2 separate regions of the Capra hircus genome follow, and region 2 is linked to region 1. A link is a contact called in public Hi-C data. All regions are on one chromosome and are shown on one strand. Each heading gives the region's core, a stretch centred on a gene start, on an enhancer-like site or on the middle of the called end of the contact. The rest is flanking DNA. Distances are from core to core; before and after follow the strand shown. Region 1 has its middle 99 kb from the start of ZNF281. Region 2 has its middle 56 kb from the start of KIF14.

Region 1 (3,061 bases), core at 297-2,796:
AAAGAGCGCTGAACATAGGTGAATAGAGGGAACCTAGACTTTTTGGAGTAAAAAAGACCTGGATTCCATTTCTGTCCTACTACTTACCCGTGACTTTGAGGACATGTTGACTAACCTCTCTGAGCCTCGTTTTCTTAACCCTGTAACACCTTTAACACACACAAGGTCTGCAATCATGGTTCTGACGCGTGGATGGCATACCGCACATGAAGCTGCCTGAGCAGTGCTGGCCCCAGTGACCTGGTGATGAACGTTGGACGTCAGGGTGTCTGTTAGTTCCTAGTCCTCCTTCAAGGTCTTGGCCAGAGGCCGTCTCTTCTGTGCGGCCCTCGTGGCTCCGCAGGGAGAATCCCGTCTGTGTGTGTATATATATGCACACACTGGATGCAGACCACCTTTAAAGTCTTCATTGAATTTGTTGCAATAGTGCTTCCGTTTTAAGTTTTGGATTTTGGGGCGAGAGGCGTGTGGGATCTTAACCACCTGACCAGGGCCAGAACCCGCAGCCCCTGCCCCAGAAGGTGAGGTCTTAAGCACTGGACCCCCCGGGAGGCACCTCCATGCCGCTTCCGGCTTTGAGCTGGCTTCTGTCTGCCTGCCCTGTGCTTTTTGTCGCACTTGCCTCTTCCCTGGGGGCCCGAGAGCCCTTCAGGTCGGAGGCTCTCCACCAGTTGTCAGATGGGTCAGACGGCGTGCATTTCCTGTGCTCCTGTCTCCCTCAGGGCTCCCAGGTTTCTCTTCAGCTGCCTCATCCTCCTCACGACCCAGAGCCAGTCGGTTGCGTGATTGGTGGTGTGGACGGAACCCACTGCCCCCTGTGAAGTGCTGGGTCTCGGCTCACTTTCATCTCAGTGAGGGGCTTCCCTGGTGGTGCAGTGGTTAAGACTCCGCCATCCTGATGCAGGGGCTTGCGTTCGATCCCTGGTGGAGGAACTAGGTCCTACATGCTGCAGTGATGGTCCCACTTGATGCAACGAAGACCTGGCACAGCCAGATTTAAAAAAATAAAAAAAATCGCAGCAATCATGTGGCCCCTGTTCTGACTTTGGAGCCTTTGGTGGAAAACTGTGTAAACTCTTAACATTCCTCTCTGTCTCATCCGTGCTGAACCATGTCATCTGCTCCTTTCGGGCTTTTCTGCTGACAGTGCTGTGATGGTTTCTGGGGTCCTTACATACCCTGACTACAGCGTGTGGCCAGATTGCACCCACACGTTGGGGAAGAGGAAGCCCAGTGCTGGACGCGAGCCCTGGGATGGCTGTGGGATCCCAGCTGGTCGGAGCTTCTTGGAACTTTCATTTAAGCCCAGTAATTTTTGCCGGGAAGAGTATCTGTGGTCCAGTGTTCTCAGAGTCCTTGGATGGGACTGTCTATTGGCGACTTTGTGCAGCTTTTTAAAACAGATGATCTGCCTGCTTGCTTCAGGCAGTGCTGGGTCCTCACTGCTCTGTGGGCAGCCCTCAGCTTGCGGTGAGGGGGCTGCCCTTCCTGGTGGTGGGCGGGCTTCTTGGCGGGTGGCTTTCTCTCACTGTGGGGCACCGACTCCGGGTGAGGGGCCTCCGGTCACTGCGGCTCTGGGGCTCTGGAGCACAGGCTGTGTCGCTGTGACACACGGGTGGAGTTGCCCGGTGGCAGGTGAGGTCTTCCTGTACCAGGACAGAGCCGTGTCTCCTGCACTGGCCGGTGGATTTGTAATCACTGGAGCCCAGGGAAGTCCTCCCTTGTGATACGTTACGTGCCTCCTGTGGCCTGCTCACTCCCCCGCCCCCTGACACTCATGAATCCTTTTCAGAAAAGTGAGACATTTGTCTGGGTTGAAGCTTAGGAAGAGGCGCGAGAAGCGCAGAGGCTCAGGAGCAGGTGGGCGCGGCTTGGGACCCTTGCGCCCCCGCCCCAGCTCAAGGAGAACTTTCGGCGAACCTCCAGCCCTCAGCTTCCTCATCTGATCAGTGGATAAGATAATACCCTAAGGCTTGTGTTGTGCACCAAATAAGGTTTTTCTAAAGAGCTGGCACACGGTAGATTCTCAACAAGTATGAGCCCTCCTTGGCTGTCTCCCTCTTCTCTCTGTGCCCCAGGTCGTAGAAGTTTTCCAAAATCGAACTTGTTAAGAGTTTGAAAAAAGGCAGAATTACTGTTTTTCCTTTTGGTGCTCTACTGCTAAGCACATGAGCTTTTCAGCAGCAGTTCTGTTGAAAGAACCGCACGCCTTGTGTTGCTACAGTGTTAAACCGGCTGGGGTAATGGGCGCCCTGTAGCATCAACAGATCAGGCCTGTGATTACCGCGTCGCTGGCTCTCCAAGGCCTGGAGCATGGTGGAGAGAGTAAGGAGCAGAAGGTGGTATATAATCTAATACCACCGAATCAGTGGAAAATGCATGCAGGGTCCTGGGGATAGGACCCACATGTGTGAGCTCACGTACACAGATAATTCCTGCAGCTCTGGTTGTGGTGGTGAAACACTGAGCACAAGCCCCCTGCCCATCTGTCAGGGAAGGGCAGACGGGACAGCTGGGCATCTGTACCAAGAAATATTATGCAACGATTAAGAAGGATGCACGAGGCACGCATCTACTGACCTAGAAGGGTGGCGGTGAAGCGACCCTACGTGAGAAGAGTGAGGGGCAGAGACGTGGCTTGTGAACCCACTTCCACTGAACCAGATGCTATGTCGTACGCACACACATCTTTACGAACAACACCGCCACCGCACGTCTTTCAGTTCAGTTCAGTTCAGTCGCTCAGTCGTGTCCGACTCTTTGCGACCCCATGAATCGCAGCACGCCAGGCCTCCCTGTCCATCACCATCTCCCGGAGTTCACTCAGACTCACGTCCGTCGAGTCAGGGATGCCATCCAGCCATCTCATCCTCGGTCGTCCCCTTCTCCTCCTGCCCCCAATCCCTCCCAGCATCAGAATCTTTTCCAATGAGTCAACTCTTCGCATGAGGTGGCCAAAGTACTGGAGTTTCAGCTTTAGCATCATTCCCGCCAAAGAAATCCCAGGGCTGATCTCCTTCAGAATGGACTAGTTGGATCTCCTTGCAGTCCAAGGGACTCT
Region 2 (3,010 bases), core at 305-2,804, 170 kb before region 1:
TGGGAAAGATTGAAGACGGGAAGAGAAGGGGACGATAGAGGATGAGATGGTTGGATGGCATCACCGACTCGATGGACAAGCTGGGAAATAATCAAGGATGGGGAGGCCTGGCGTGCTGCAGTCCATGGGGTGCAAAGAGTCTGGCACAACTGAGCAAGTGAGCAACACCAACTGTGCGATAGGCGCGTCCGCGGGCTTCGAGTGTGCGGTCTCATTTAACCTCACACACAAAAGTTGCTGCTGCTGTAAATTCACAGGTGAGGAGACAGGCCAGGAAAGGGTGAGTAACTTGCTTCAGGCTGCACAGCTAAGTGGTAGGAACAGGACTTGAACGTGGATCTGTCTTCAAAGTCAATTAAAAACAACGTGAGCTCCTATTTTTCTTACACCTTACATCTGATCCCCCAGTCAAACTCCGGGCTTTGTGTGGACATTTGCAGTACCCTCAAGCATCCTCATAACTCACTGTTAACCTCCTGCCCCCTCCCCCAAACAAAACTCGATTTTTGTATTCACCCAAGAATCTGGCTAATGTTTGGAAATTTTTGATCCAGAGATTTTCCTGATGGTCCAGTGGTTAGGACTTGGTGCTTTGACTGCTGAGGGCCTGGGTTTGATCCTTGGTTGGGGAACTGAGATCCTACAAGCCGCAGGGTGGGGCCAAAGTAATAATCATAACAATACTACTAGTAATGAAACTTGGTTCCCAAACTGAAGAAAGAAACAATGAAACTGCGGACATCTTCCCCCTGAAACAAGGAGTGGAGACCCTGACCTGGGATTACGCTCACCCTGGTGGCTCAGATGGTGAAGAATCCGCCTGCAATTAGGAGACCTGGGTTCGACCCCTGGATTGGGAAGATCCCTTGGAGGAGGGCATGGCAACCTGTCCCCCCCGTGGTATTTTTGCCTGGAGAATCCCCCTGGACAGAGGAGCCTGGTGGGCTACAGTCCATGGGGTTGCAAAGAGTCGGCTGAGGCTGAGTGACTAACACTTTCACTTTCATGAACTGCTAAAAATATTCGGTCACCTTTTTGACTACTCTTGAGAAATCAATGCAATTGAGGACATTTGAATCTCTGTGATCAGGACAGTGGGGAAGCCGGGGCTTGGGACCAGGTCAGCAAAGGGGGCTTCAGCGGACAGCTCTGCTTTTTCTCACGTAGAATTATTTCTGCGGAGCTTTCGGTGTCTACCTTCTCCCCTAAGTTCTCCAGTTAAACTTTCCCACTAAGGCTCTGCTTTAATGAGAAGCAGCTTTTGGTGTTCCAGCGAGCGTTCTGGGGCCTCTCTTCAGTGCTGTTGGGTCTGCGGGTTTCATTTTTGTGTGTGTGTAATTGGAAAACTCCCCCGTGAACCTGGGAAAAGCATCAGTGTTGCTACAGAAATCGACTCCGGGCCCTGCCCATCCGACCCGCCAAGCTTTCGCGTGCGAAGCCCACCAGCGAGGTGAGGGTCAGGCTGCTCGTCTCGCTGTCGCTGCCGTTGGACACTGGTCTTTGTTCTGGGGAAGGTGAGGCTGCAGCCAGCAGCGTGGCTCATAAAACATGTTTACGACGGTCACCGCGGCAGAGCCTGCTGGGGGCTGGGGTTGGCAGGGAGCAGAAGCCGCGCTGGGCTGTACCCCAGGGGCCGCCCCTGCAGGCCCCGAGGGACCCTCAGTCAACACCACCTCCTGGGTTTTTCTCCTTCACAGCTCCTTACCCCGCCCTCATCCGTCTCCCTGATCTTCTTTTCGTCCCCAAAGACAAGAAGAATCCATCTCCAAGTGGATTCTCTCTCCTTTTTCCTTTTTAAGGAAAATGCTTCTCATCATTATTTCTTAAAGTTTTATTTCAGTGCAGTAAAATTGATTAACAATGCGTAAGTTTCAGGTGTACGGCAAGGAGATTAGTCATACATATACATACATCTATTCTTTTTCAGGTTCTTTCCCCGTTCACGTTATAACAGAATATTGAGTAGAGTTCTCTGCGCTACACAGCAGGTCCTTGTGGCTCACCTACTTTATGTATAGTAGTATGTATCTACTGTTAACCCCAGCTCCTAACTTATCCTTCCCCATACCTTTCCCCTTTGGAGAGCATAAGTCTGTTTTCTGTGTTTGTGTCTGTCTCTGTTTTGTAAATGAGTTCATTTGTGTAATTCTAAGATTCCACATATGAGTGTTATCTTGCGACGTTTGCCTTCCTCTGTCTGACTCACCTCACTTAGTAGGATAATCTCTGGGTCCATCCACGCGGCTGCGGTTCTCTGTTTTGTCCACGATAAACACCTCTCTCTTCTCTTCTATCTTCTCCACAATCCTATTTTCTTTTTTCTTTTTTTTAATTCTCCAAAGGGGATTATTTTGCGTTTCAGTGTTTCTCTTGCCCAGGGCTGTGTGTGGTGCATGAAGCCTGGCCCCTCGCCCCGACGAATAAGTGAGAGAGATTCGCTTCCAAAGACAGGTGAGCACGCAGTTTCTGCCTGCAGCCTCCCCTCCCAGCCTCCGTGGGCAGCACCCCTCCGGGCGTCCCCTTGGGGAGAGGGCCCCCCAGAGTGGGACTCACTTCATCTGCCTCCAGTTTTCATGTCTCCAAGCCCCCAAATCTTTGGGGCTCATATTTAATAGGCCTGTTTTTGTGTAAATCAACTATAAATCATTCCCGGGGGGACCGGAGCTAGTATTTTTATGACCCAAGGACAGTAAAACCCGCCTCCAGGTAGAGCCGCTGTGGGCTCTGGGATTGAGTTATTAAAGCTCTGGTTCGAGCCACCCCGTCCTGAGGGCCTGCCTCTCCTGCAGCCTGAAATTTCCCCAGTAAGGATGGGACTAAAAGCAAGCCCACCCAAGATAGCCCCGCGTCTCACAGCTGCCTGCAGCTTGAGAAGGAGTCTAGCTGGGGCGTCCCGGGAGGGCGGGAATGGAGGGGGGTGGGTGCAGTCTGTTCCCGCCATCGTGTCTCCTGCAGGATGGTCCGCTGATGCGCAGCTTTGATACTTCCTGTGTTTGGTTCTGACTGTGTT

What was found. A called contact is a pair of places that touch in the nucleus more often than the background predicts.
Region 2: a Hi-C map of blood shows a contact between it and region 1, with 6 times the contacts expected there. The contact joins two enhancer-like sites. A contact is called at or near these places in 2 of 5 Hi-C or Micro-C datasets (both in blood).

What each region holds. Positions count from the first base shown.
Region 1 is chr16:77,614,031-77,617,091 of ARS1.2, reverse strand. No RefSeq gene overlaps it. Among named protein-coding and RNA genes, the nearest start is that of ZNF281, 99 kb to the left of the region's middle. Within about 2 kb of position 1,546, at least 1 of the 5 cell types and tissues checked has an H3K27ac peak or open chromatin away from gene starts, as enhancers often do.
Region 2 is chr16:77,781,640-77,784,649 of ARS1.2, reverse strand. No RefSeq gene overlaps it. Among named protein-coding and RNA genes, the nearest start is that of KIF14, 56 kb to the left of the region's middle. Within about 2 kb of position 1,554, at least 1 of the 5 cell types and tissues checked has an H3K27ac peak or open chromatin away from gene starts, as enhancers often do.